Regions from separate parts of the Mus musculus genome. Here regions 2 and 3 are each linked to region 1. Evidence: chromatin contacts called from public ChIA-PET and HiChIP or PLAC-seq data. All regions are on one chromosome and are shown on one strand. Each heading gives the region's core, a stretch centred on a gene start, on an enhancer-like site or on the middle of the called end of the contact. The rest is flanking DNA. Distances are from core to core; before and after follow the strand shown.

The links. ChIA-PET counts read pairs in DNA pulled down with a chosen protein or histone mark. HiChIP or PLAC-seq counts read pairs in DNA pulled down with a chosen protein or histone mark.
Region 2: a contact with region 1 is called in an HNF4G HiChIP or PLAC-seq map of pancreatic cancer cells. The contact joins two enhancer-like sites. A contact is called at or near these places in 1 of 115 datasets of contacts at active chromatin or transcription factors (pancreatic cancer cells) and 2 of 9 other capture datasets (adipose tissue and embryonic stem cells).
Region 3: an RNA polymerase II ChIA-PET map of memory CD8 T cells shows a contact between it and region 1, with 15 read pairs. The contact joins two enhancer-like sites. A contact is called at or near these places in 2 of 115 datasets of contacts at active chromatin or transcription factors (effector CD8 T cells and memory CD8 T cells) and 1 of 9 other capture datasets (adipose tissue).

What each region holds. Positions count from the first base shown.
Region 1 is chr15:99,331,009-99,335,185 of GRCm38.p6, forward strand. Fmnl3 (formin-like 3) reads right to left here. Exons shown (of 27, transcript NM_011711.2): 4 at 3,846-3,922; 5 at 979-1,062. Among named protein-coding and RNA genes, the nearest start is that of Gm22951, 35 kb to the right of the region's middle. Within about 2 kb of position 2,098, at least 292 of the 459 cell types and tissues checked have an H3K27ac peak or open chromatin away from gene starts, as enhancers often do. A contact at or near this core is called in memory CD8 T cells and pancreatic cancer cells, where this site is marked.
Region 2 is chr15:99,504,022-99,507,694 of GRCm38.p6, forward strand. All of the region lies in intron 11 of Faim2 (Fas apoptotic inhibitory molecule 2), which reads right to left. Among named protein-coding and RNA genes, the nearest start is that of Faim2, 22 kb to the right of the region's middle. Within about 2 kb of position 1,975, at least 48 of the 459 cell types and tissues checked have an H3K27ac peak or open chromatin away from gene starts, as enhancers often do. A contact at or near this core is called in pancreatic cancer cells, where this site is marked.
Region 3 is chr15:99,152,028-99,155,770 of GRCm38.p6, forward strand. All of the region lies in intron 2 of Spats2 (spermatogenesis associated, serine-rich 2), which reads left to right. Among named protein-coding and RNA genes, the nearest start is that of Spats2, 27 kb to the left of the region's middle. Within about 2 kb of position 1,609, at least 22 of the 459 cell types and tissues checked have an H3K27ac peak or open chromatin away from gene starts, as enhancers often do. A contact at or near this core is called in memory CD8 T cells, where this site is marked.

The DNA.
Region 1 (4,177 bases), core at 848-3,347:
CTTTCAGTTCGGGACCCATGGGAAGCTGAGAGCAAACCTGGACTGTCCTCCTTAGGCTGACTTGTCTAACTAAAGTGTAAGCCTGCATATGCTGCTAACTTCATTTACTATCACAGTTAGCCTTCTTTCTCTATGTCCAAAGATTAGAGGCAGGCTTATCACCTGGGTGATAACTAACAGCAGAGCAGCCACCAGGGGAGGAGGCTAAGAGGGATACACACCTTCCCATCTAATTTGTTTAGTCAGGAGGACAAAGGTACCTGAGGTTCCACAGATAGTGCACAACACAACTTTGACTCCAAAAGCTCTCATTCACTGCACCTCACCATGCTTGCTCTCCTGTGCTAACCAACAGCTAACTCCCTCCATATGAAAAGGATGTCTTGAAAATGCTCCCAAATACTTATTCGATCTGTTCGGGTCGAAGGTCACCACGCTCACTGGCCTTCCTCAACAATAGGCCTATAGTCACCCTCTCACATCTCAGGGCCCAAGCTGCCTCATGAAGACTCAATGTTGTTGAAATGATGAAACCCTAAGGAGCCTGTCTCCTGAGGATCCAGGCTATTTCCTGGAGGTCCTGCAGCCTGGTACTTGGATCACTTGGCTTCTGACTCCAAGCTCCCTTGCCGGACTGTTCTCTTCATGCTCCCTAGAACATGTCTTCTACTCCAGCTAACTTTCCAGTCCTTGCTGATGCCTGCTATTCCCTTGTCTTGCCTGCTCATGTCTGCAGCAACACTTGAGCTACTTCCTCCTGCTCTGGGGATGCCCATGCCCACCTTCTCTGTTGGAATCTCACTCTTCCTTTTTCTTTCCCACCCCACATTTCCCCCATGCTGGAGCCTGACACCTCAGCCTCAGCACATGGCAGGCAATGCTCTGCTGGCTTGCATTCCCAGCCCTCATCCTTCTTCTAAATAGATGGGGACTGTCTGCTTCCCAGTGAGTCCCCAACCTTTGCCCTGTGGTACTTACATGACAGAACACTGGGCAAATGACAGGTAATCCACCAGCACGTCCAGGCCTTTGTTCTCATCATTGAGAAACTCCCTCACCCACCTGCAGATACAGCAAACACAGTGGATGTAGTGTGCAAACTGGCTTGGTTTGGTGGAGGCTCTGACCCAGCAATCTAGCCCTCAATAAATTTGCTCTCTTGCATGCTACTGGAACCTACTATCAGGCTGAGAAAATCCTGAAAACCATAACCTATGACAGGCCCCTATGTGGTCATGCTGCCAGCCTGGACTTCCCAGAGGCAGGAGAATACATCACAAATGGGCTTCAGCCAGATGAGATTCTAGCCAGTCTCTCCTCTTGGGCCAGGTTATAACCCCATTATTTCCTGTGTCCCTTTGATCTGATACAATGCTAGGCATGAAGTCCTTTTCCACCATGTGCTGGAGGAATTGGGGAGGCATCCAGAGCATTCACCACTCACAGAGCTGGGCCTGGAAAAGCCTGCAAGTCCCTAGTGCCATAAATCTCAAAGAGAGCCTTACAGGGCCAGAGGGCTCACCGCTGAGTTCAATTTTGAGAAGCAATGAGCAAAGATGGTTGTGAGAGTTCTGTGTTCGGCTGGAGTGGGTCCGGCAGAACCAAAAAAGCTTAGGGAACATACACGCTCCAGTCATGGCTCTCCCAGGAAGATGGCAATGTGGAAAGGCAGGCAGGTGAGCAGACAGGAGGACAATGACCTGGGGCATTTTTGCTTTCCCTTTGGCCTATGCTAACTCTGGAATAAAAGTGAAGAGCAAACTCCCTTAGAATTGGTGGGGGGTTGTGACAGGTCTATTTCAGTGCAGAGACATTAAACCCCTCAGGATGGAAGCCTTGTTCTCCTGAGTACTCTAGTCCTCCTGAAATGTCCATGGAACTACATAGTCCAGCTGTGTCCAAACTGCCCTGCAGGGCTGTGTCTACCCCACAGCTGGAACACCAGCTCCATCCTGGCTAGCCACACCCGCAGCTGAGAGGCTGGCGCTAGAGCACCAGGCTTGGCTGATTTGCCAGCAAAGCTCCAGCTGAAGCTGACACTGGAGCTGCCTCAAGTTAGCTTCCTCTCTGGGGGCCGACAGGCCTCCCATTTCCTGTCTGTCTGCTCTCCAGCTCCCCACCCCCTTCTCATTTCCTGTCTGAGTCTACACTGCTATTTTAGGGATCCTGACACTTTGAGGGGAGGTTAAAGGGCACTTTGACAAGGCAGAAAACCAATACAAACCACAAGAGCTAGAGGGCCCTGGAATCCTACTCAGGCAGCCTCAGCCCAGAGCAAGAGACCCCATACACCGCGGGCCTCACTCCTGCAGGACCCCGTCCATCTGGCTGTAAGCAAAGCAGGATCCCCTTCTCACTTGGTCCTGGCCTCCTTCCACCCCTGACTAGCCTGACAAGCTTCCTGAAGAGAAGGATCCTGTCTCCTCATAGAACTACCCAGAGAAGCCTCAGATTAGATGGCACGGGCTTAACTCTTCCCTGGGAACCAAGGGCTGGGTCTAGACCTCAAACTTGTGAGCCAATGCTAAGAAGCCCTGGGGCCTGGAACTGTGCTAACCACAGGGGACTGTTTCTTTGTGCTCCTCTGCCAAGGAGAGCAGACCCCCCATCCTCCCACCAGTTACAGCAGGACTTAGAGAAGACGGCAAGGCCTGAGAGAGGCCCGGGGTGCTCAGGACTGCCACAGTGTCACTCTCAACCACACACAAAGCCTAAGTGATGCACTCTCCTAGTTTTCCTTCTGTGAGATTCTTAAGGGTGGGAGTGGGGACAGCAGGGTTTGGCCACACCTTTCTTGGTGGCTTTCCATGTCTGGGTCACAGATGACTGTAGTGTGGAAGCCATGCTTTGGCTACCACAGCGCAGCTCCCAACACCAGGAAGGGTCCCTTTCCTGTCCTCTCCTGTGCTGCTTCCCTTCTGAGTGCTGTTGCAGCTGGCTACATACAGATGTCCTCTCCCTCTAAAGGGGTCCAGGCACATCAGGCCTGGGGCAGACACGTAGGCTGCGCTTGACAAAAGAGGAAAAGCTGGTGATGTCAGTGGCTCTTTCCACCTTACTCTCAGAAAGCTCAGGGACGCAGGCTGGCATCTACCCAGAAACCCACTTCACCCTTCACTGCTCTCACTGAGGCACCCCTACCTGAAGTGCTGCGGTCTTAGTTCACTGTCCCTTCTGTGTGGCCACTCTTTCCAGTTGTTTCTTACTCTTGCTGGAACAGCTTCATGGGACAGAGGCGCTGTACTCTCCCTGAGCCTCAGCATCAGCCCTTAGCTTCCTCAGCAACCCCTGGTTCCCTGATCAGGCTGAAAGTCTTGCACAGACCCTGGGGCCCACTCAGCGCACTGGCAGCAATAGGATCTGTGAGCACGGGAGACAGCCAACGCCTGATCCTGTCTTACACCTCCAGTGCTTTAGGAAGCCTCTTCTGCTCATGTACAAAGATTATTTTCTTTCAAACAAATAAGTAATCTCTATACCAAAAAATCTAACTAGTCACCAATTAGTAACTAATTTCATTGTTCAATATAATACATCTCACGTCCCAACCTTTGCCAGGCCTTTCTTGGCCCAGTACCAGACCACAGGCAGACTCTGGTCTCAGCTGCTATGGGAATGTCTTCCAGTCAAAGCCACAGGACCCCAAGAGAGGCCCCAAGCTTGCCAGAAGTAACCGGTCAGCAGCTGGCAGTACAGAAGGGCAGAAAAGCCAGAAATGGCACGTCTAAAGCTCTGTGGAGCCAGATGCTATTCATGGCCGGAAGGATAAACCAAAAAAGGGGACCCAAACCTGTGTGGGAGGCAGTGTCTGGTGTCAGGGAGAGCAGATGACAAACCTGACTTACCCAATGTGATTGGTGCGAAGTGAGATCTCCAGCTCCCGTAGGACTTTAGTGGACTCCTGCACTCTCCTCCGGAACTTCTGTAAACAGGGAGCCTCTGTCACTTGATGGGCATTCCCTGCCAACCATCTTTCTTTTCCTTTTTTTTCTTTTTTTCTAAGGCAGGGTTTCTCTGTGTAGCCTTGGCTGTCCTGGAACTCACTGTGTAGATCAGGTTGGCCTCACACTCAGAGAGCTCCCTGCCTCTGCCTCCTGAGTGCTTCGATGAAAGTCATGCACCACCACGCCTGCCCCCTCTCGATTTTATTTATTTATATTTTTGTGTATGAGTGCTT
Region 2 (3,673 bases), core at 725-3,224, 170 kb after region 1:
CTGCCTCCCCAAATGGATTGCCACCCACAGGCTGAGAACTGGCAAGCTACATAGACTCTGGTCGAAGGGTTGGCCTGGCCTTGCTACACTGGGAATCAAGCTTGTATCTGTTGTGTGTCCCTCCCTCCAACTTGGCCTCAGAGATGAAGCTGAGGCACTGTGGGAGAGCCACAGTATGGAGAGGCCATGGGCAGACAAGGGTTGAATATAAAAAGCTGGGGCTGCAATGTGTGGAGCCACCATGGAAAGGAGCCTGTGATCTGAGTCCGTCCTACAGAAACAGCAGCGTGGTGCAGGAGCTGTGAGCCCTGGGCCGCTCTCTCTCACAGGGCAGGTTCTAACAGAGCTTTACCGGAAACCACCCAGCCTGTCAACAGGGGCCAGTTAGCTAAACTGATGCAGAACGGAGTCGGGAACCTGATATCTGCTACCAGGAGAAGAAAGCGACCTGCGGAAAGGACCTTATCACACACCTGCACGGAAGTGCTTTTGTGACTCAGGAGCCTATACACAAATGTGTCCATAGAACAGTCTAGGAAGACGGCAGCTGCCCATTACGGTCACCACGGGGACAGCCAAGGAGTGCGCTCAAAATGTTTGCTTCATCCATAGTTAAGATTCTTGAAAGCCAAGACCCACAAATAGATGTATTCATATATTACAAAGTACAACTTATAAACACAAGGATTAATGTAACAGAGTCTTGTGACTGTTTTTAAATACCCACTTTAGCCTCTGTGACAAATGTCACATTACTGTTCCCATCATTTGTTGATGTAACTAAGGCACAGACAGTATAATCAACTTGCCCTCATCACACAGCCAAGAGGATGGCTGTCCCCAGATGCCTAGAGAAGCAAGGTGGGGTGCATGTGTGATGGCATGTGTGTGTGTGTGTGCTATAAGAGTGAGATAAGAAGAAATGAAAACACAACACTTTGCTTAGAAAAAACACAGGCTTCCAAGTTGGTGGGAGCCCAGAACTGGGCCCATCTGGTGCCCTGTTCCCTCTTGTATAACTGGAGGGTGACTTTGGCCTTTGGGATGGCTCCTCCCACTTAGCCTTCTGTGGGTTAGCGACACAATGGGACCCTTTCTCTTCACTGCAGTCAGACAAAACACGGACACTCAGCACAGCCTTGACTTGACTACTCCCCATCAGCAATGTTCAAGGAAGGGATAACAGGAAGTGTTGGATGAGGCCCTGGACCCTCCCTGGCAAGTTCCCTATTCCCACCAGCCTGGGCTTTACAGACACCGAGAAGAATATCCAGAGCCTCTGTCCTAGAACTCTCAGCTCTAACCCCGAGAGCTTCTTCCATCTTTCAGGGTAGGGACCCCCGTCATGGAAGCCGAGGCCTCTTGGGGTGCTGATCCAGCCTTGAGAAGCAGCCCCCTCCTACGTCTGTCTCTCCCACACTCAGCCTTGGCGCAGTGTCAGGAAGCCTTGAGTTTGCAGCTTGACCCCTACCCCCTTGCTGGATGCCAGAACTGAAATGCTAGTAAGTGGGTGAGTCAGCTCAAAGGTGTCGGCTCCGAGCGGCTCTCCCCTCCTCTCCCCACTTGGGTGCTTTCTTGGGAGGTAAATTCACAGGCCAGGCTGTAGGGCTGGGCAGAAACTGTGCAGGGTGGTGCCAAGGGCCGGTCTACCTCTAGCAACACTTGAGGCTTTACGTTTCCTTGCCTGGGAACAATGCTTTAACCTTGCCGGACCTTCTTCGGAGTAGCTTAAGACACAGGGCTCTTACATGTGTCATGGCATGCAAGGGCCTGTCTTCCCATCTCTAAGCAAAAGGGCCCACCCATGGACGCTCTCAACTATTCTTTATGTAACTTTCAAGATGATCCCAACCAAGACTTTTTGGTGCACTAATTGAATGAGACATTTGGGGGTCACTGGGCACCAAAGTGCCTCCTCCCTGTGACTCACAGGAGGCAGCGGGGACAGTGCACACTCAGCTCTGAGACTGGCCATCCCAGCACCTCAGATCCCTGCCCCCACTCACTCCTCGGGCATCCATTCACCCCACAAGCCCCCAGGGGTGTCTGCTGTGTATGAGGTTGTTCTGGGAGCCGGGGCTACATCAACGCACAAGCCAGAGTGGTTGGTGAGCCTCGCCCTCAGGGAGTTAACTTCCCCTTGAGTCGGAAAACCAAACAGATCAGAAAAACCCAGAGGAAGAGATAGGGTCTCCAGAGCTAGGACTCCGGGGAGGAGGGAGCAGCCACTCAGCGGTGGGCGAAGGAAAACAAAGCACAGAAGGAAGAGAAGGAAAAGCTGGGAGGGTCTCAGGACGGAGGAGCAGATCCTTGCGTGATCCTGGGTGTGGAAGGAGCCACTCAGCCTAGGCAACAAGGGGTGCAGCAGAGTTGGAGAGAGGAGTTCAAAGGGGGTCTGTGGGGAGCAACCACCTGCTGGATGTGAAGCAGGGGATCCCCACCCCTGCCTGCTGTCTGGACCAGAGACAGGGGGCACAGCAGGGGAAGCTGCAGGGAGCATCACAACAAGCCAGGTGGCATGGGGAAAGAAGGGCCACAAAGCTTAGCAGGGCGCTTAGGCTCTAGAGCAGAGGTAGAGCCATGAGACCTGCTGCCGAATGAGTCTGACGTGTAGGGTGTCGGGAAGGGAGAGGCTGCCGAGGAATTTGCCTTGAGTGGGGAACTCCGAGAGAAGCCGTGGGAAGGACACAGAGTCAGAGGGACCCAGGCAAAAGAAGTGGCTTGCACGTTAGTGAGGGTAAAGGGTCAGTCAGATTTCAAATGGGCGCACTGACGACACAACTGGACATTCTAGTCTGGAACTCAGACACTAGGGCCGGAGACATAAATCCACAGTCATCAGCATGAAGCATAAAATCCAAAGCATTAGCCAGGCAGTGGTGGCGCAAGCCTTTAATCCTAGCACTTGGGAGGCAGAGGCAGGTGGATTTCTGAGTTCGAGGCCAGCCTGGTCTACAAAGTGAGTTCCAGGACAGCCAGGGCCACACAGAGAAACCCTGTCTCAAAAAACCAAAAACCAAACCAAACCAAACCAAACCAAAACAAACCAAAACAAAACAAAAAAAACCCCAAAGCATTGGGCCCGACTGGGGTCCTGAGGGAAGACGATGGAAAGACTCAGGGACCCAGGCAAGCCACCATGGGGCCGTCTAACCAAAACCCAGGAGCCAGAGGCCTAGGGGGTGCTTCTGCTGAGTTAGGCCAAGGAGGGCTCAGACTGCCTGCTGGGTTTGTCCCCATGGAGGTTACTGGTGAACTGAATAGCACTGCATTCTGCAGAGTTCTCGGTGGACTGGGGATGAAGCTCCATAGCAGAGCTCACACTCTGCGTGCACAGAGCCCTGGCTGCATGGAAAAGGCACACAAGAGAGTATGGGAACAGACAACTGGGGGGAGGGGGCACTGGGGTGGGGTGGGGCATTGTGGGAAATGAACAGAGATTCCTAAGGAAGTTTTTTGTTTTGTTTTTTTTTTTTTTTTTTTTTTTTTGCTATATCTGGGCAAGAGCTTTAGGGAGATGTGGGTTAAGAGTATTTTGTGGGCTTTATGTTCCTTTAGATGGGAGAAATCACAGTATGTTTCCATGCTGACACAAGAATCTAGCAGAGAAGTCAACACATGAAACACATGATGATGAAGATGGTGGTTGTTGGTGATGACGATGGTGGTGGTG
Region 3 (3,743 bases), core at 359-2,858, 180 kb before region 1:
TCAGCCTGCCTCTCACTCCCCAGCTGGGATTATAGATAGGCACACGCAAGCCACCAAGCAAGCCCAGCTTTGGTTTTGGACATTAAACTAGGGCCTCATCCTTGAACAGCAAGAGTGTTATGTATGGGGGAGCTGTCTCCTCAGCCCCATGTTTTCTTTATTTTTCTAAATGTCCTTTTTTTCTTAATCGTCCTTTTCTTCATTATTAAGCACTATTGGTAGAATAAAAGGTTATCACTCCGATACTAAAATCTTCAGTTTTGAAGCTTGAGAATACCCTAAGCTAGTTAACAGTTCTGCTTCTCTCTCTCTCCCCCCCTCCCTCCACTCTCTCTCTCTTTTGACAAGCTCTCTTAAGTAGCCCTGGCCTGCCTCTGCCTCGCTGGTGGCACTAAAGCTGCGTGCTGCTCCACTCCGTGTTGACAGCTTCCCTCCTTGCGCTTACGTTTGCAGTAGAGCCCAAGCTCCTACAGGTTCCAGTAGTTCATGTGAAGAAACAGCTCCATTTATAATTTTGTAACAGTTTTCCAAGCTGGTATGAAATGGCATGGCATAGCTCATTGATGAGGAAAAGCTAAGATATAGACTTACTAGACACCATGTTTATTTGCTGACCCATCTTTTATGACCCACCATGTAGGTCACCTCTGCTTTGCCCCTCATCCATACATGGCTGTTCCATCGCTCCCTCCCTCCCTCCCTCCCTCCCTCCCTCCCTCCCTCCCTCCCTCTGCTTCCCTTCTACCTGAACCTCCTTCCTTCTGTCCTTCCTTTCCCTCTCTCCTTACTTCCCTTCTCTCCCCTTTCTTTCTTTCATCTATCTTGTAACCCAGTGCCAGGGAGACAGAGACAGATGGATTTCTGGTACTCAGTTGCCAGCCAGCCTCGTCTAGGTGCAAGCCCCAGGCCAGAGAGAGACCCCGAGGAATGCTCACTTTGGTGGTCAGTGCTAGGTGTGTCCAGTTCATACAAGAACCACTGCTACAAGAGTTGACGTTGTTCAGGCATTTCTTTTCAGTTTATTTTTTAAAGAAGTTTTGTGTTTGCTTGCTTATTTATTCTGTGTGTGCATGTATCTGTGTAGGGACATGCATGGCTTCGTGTTTGAGTGTGTGACGTGGCGTCCATGTGCAGCTCAGAGGGGAACTTGGAGGAGTCCTTTTCTCCTTCTACCATCTGAGTGAGGCCCAGGGATGCACGCAGATCACCAGACTTGCCAATGAGACCTTTGCCTGCTGATTTACTGTGGGCTCTTGAGTTTACTTTTATTCTCTATGTAGCCTTGTGTGTCCCGGGAACTTGCTCTGTAGACCAGGCTGGCCTCAGACTCACAGAGATCCCCTGCCTCTGCCTCCCAAGTGCCCACCATGCCTGACTTACTTTTTAATTTTCAAAGAGAGTTGAATAATAGAAGAAAGATGGCTAATGATAGTCTGATAACCATACTTCCAGGTTATCTGGGCTTCCAGGCTTGCTCTTTTCTAACTTTGCCTGTATTTACCTGCATTTCTTACCTTTCTTTGGCCACGGTAACTATAAACCATACTGTTCCTCATCTACTTCCTGTCTGTGTAGAGTCAGAGCTGTGGGTTCCACAGGAAGCTGGCTGCCACGGCACTGTTGGCGTAATGGCTCTGTGCGGTAGTGTCAAGTGAACAACAGCAGGCATTTTGTGCAACACGGAGCGGAGCGCCACACTCAGTGTGTCACTCTGGACAGGGACAGTACTGTCTGTAACCGATGGCCCAGGCTGGGAGCATTGTTCAGTGGTAGAGCTTTTACCTAGTGTGCAGGAAGCCTTGGGTTTGATGCCCAGCACTGCAGAGTATGAGGAGGGAGTCTCAGATTATAATCCCATTTTTCACCTCACCTTGTCAAAGGAATGCTTTGTCATCATTTATATGGTAGGAAACGGTGTAATCAATCTAAATAAAAGCTACAAATTTAGTAGCTCCCTGCGAATCTCCACACCTGGGTGGACTCTTCTGTACACTTAAGTTGGCTATAGCAGTCTAGAGTGGAGGGTAGGCAGGTCTTCTGATGAAGAGCAATCTGTTCATGAAAGTCTCTTCAGCCGGGCGTGGTGGCGCACGCCTTTAATCCCAGCACTCGGGAGGCAGAGGCAGGTGGATTTCTGAGTTCGAGGCCAGCCTGGTCTACAAAGTGAGTTTCAGGACAACCAGGGCTATACAGAGAAACCCTGTCTCGAAAAACCAAAAAAAAAAAAAAAAAAAAAAAAAAAAAAAGTCTCTTCAGCACTTGACAGAGCCTCTGTGTGTTCACGTCTTTGTGTATATACCCAGAAGTGGGGTTGCTGAATCTTACAGTAGATCTGTTTAATCTTTAATGGAGCCACCATTTGGTTTACAGTGACAGCAGCCATGCGCCAAGCTTCAGTTGCCCCAGCTCTTTACCTCGGCTTTTTCTTGGGTTACTTTTGGCTTTATGTCATCATTAGGCCTAAAACACCTTTGTCTGATTTCTTTCCTTTCCTTCTCTCTCCTCCCCTCCTCGTTTCTCCTCTTCTTTTTCTCTTTTCTTTCCTGACTCGTCCAGCAGGTCCAGTTATTCGAGGGTCTCGAGGGGACCTTCTCCTAAGGACCAAATGGGGGTAGAGAGAGACGAGGGCCTTGTGCGAATAACACAGAAACGTTCTGAGTTGCGTCAAAGCCCCAATGTATTAGCCAGGCCCATGTACAAGCAAAAGGGGAAGTACAGGTACTTATCAGCAGGAGGGGTGGGGCAATACAAGCAAAAGGAGAAGTACTTATCAGTGGGGGGGGGGGCAATAGAAATTTTTTCTTTTGGCAGCTACACGGGGAAGCAGGAACTTGGTGGTATCAGGATGTGGTCAGGACTTCAGCGATGACTTAGGACTGGAACAATCTGTGGTTGTTCTCGGAATCGGTGTGTCGGTGGCCCGCTTTTGACCCCCTTTTCTTCTCGGGGGGGAGAGGCCCAATTCAGAGATCAGGACAATTGTGTTGTCTTAATAGCTCCTAACATCTCCCCCGTTTTAATATTTTTATAAAGGCATATTGTATAATAAATTTGTAGCTACGTTTTTAACGACCACCTAAATGTCTGTTTGCTCACCGGGTGAGTCTCTAAAACCACGAAGGACACAAGGACAAGTCATCTATGAGGCTTGAATCAATGGTTCCAGTCTGTTGGGTATCACCTGAGCTAGCCAAGGGATTTAGGAACGAAGCAAGCTCCGTGGGTAGAGGTAGAGGTCTGATCCCCAGTGTGCAATGTTAGAGGCCATGTACAGATTGACTCTTAGGCCCATAGATTTTTACCCAGAGTAACCCTGACCTGTTCCCGTGAGGTTTTTCCTGAGGGAAGGACCCTAGGCACTCAACCTTCATGTAATCAGACATGCCTCTCAGAGACTGTCTAACAGCTTCCAGACTAATCTCTGTGCAGTACTTAGTCTTACAACTCTCACGGGTGACGGCTTCAAGTTCTAATTTTTTGATGTGTCTAGCCTGGGATGACTGTTTAGCTTCCAATGTGGCGAGAATGTATATTACCATGTCTGAAGCACAGACTACGGCAATCTATAAATGATTCGTGGCATGAGACTGATGGCCGAATTTAGGGGGAGGGGAATGATCTTACTTAAGCATTTTATGGAAATTGAGTCTCCCCCCCCCCTCCAGACGAGGGTGATGAAGCGGCATCTATGTCTGACTCTTTTCTAGTAACCTGCTTGTTATCGCCAACGTCCAGCTGATGGT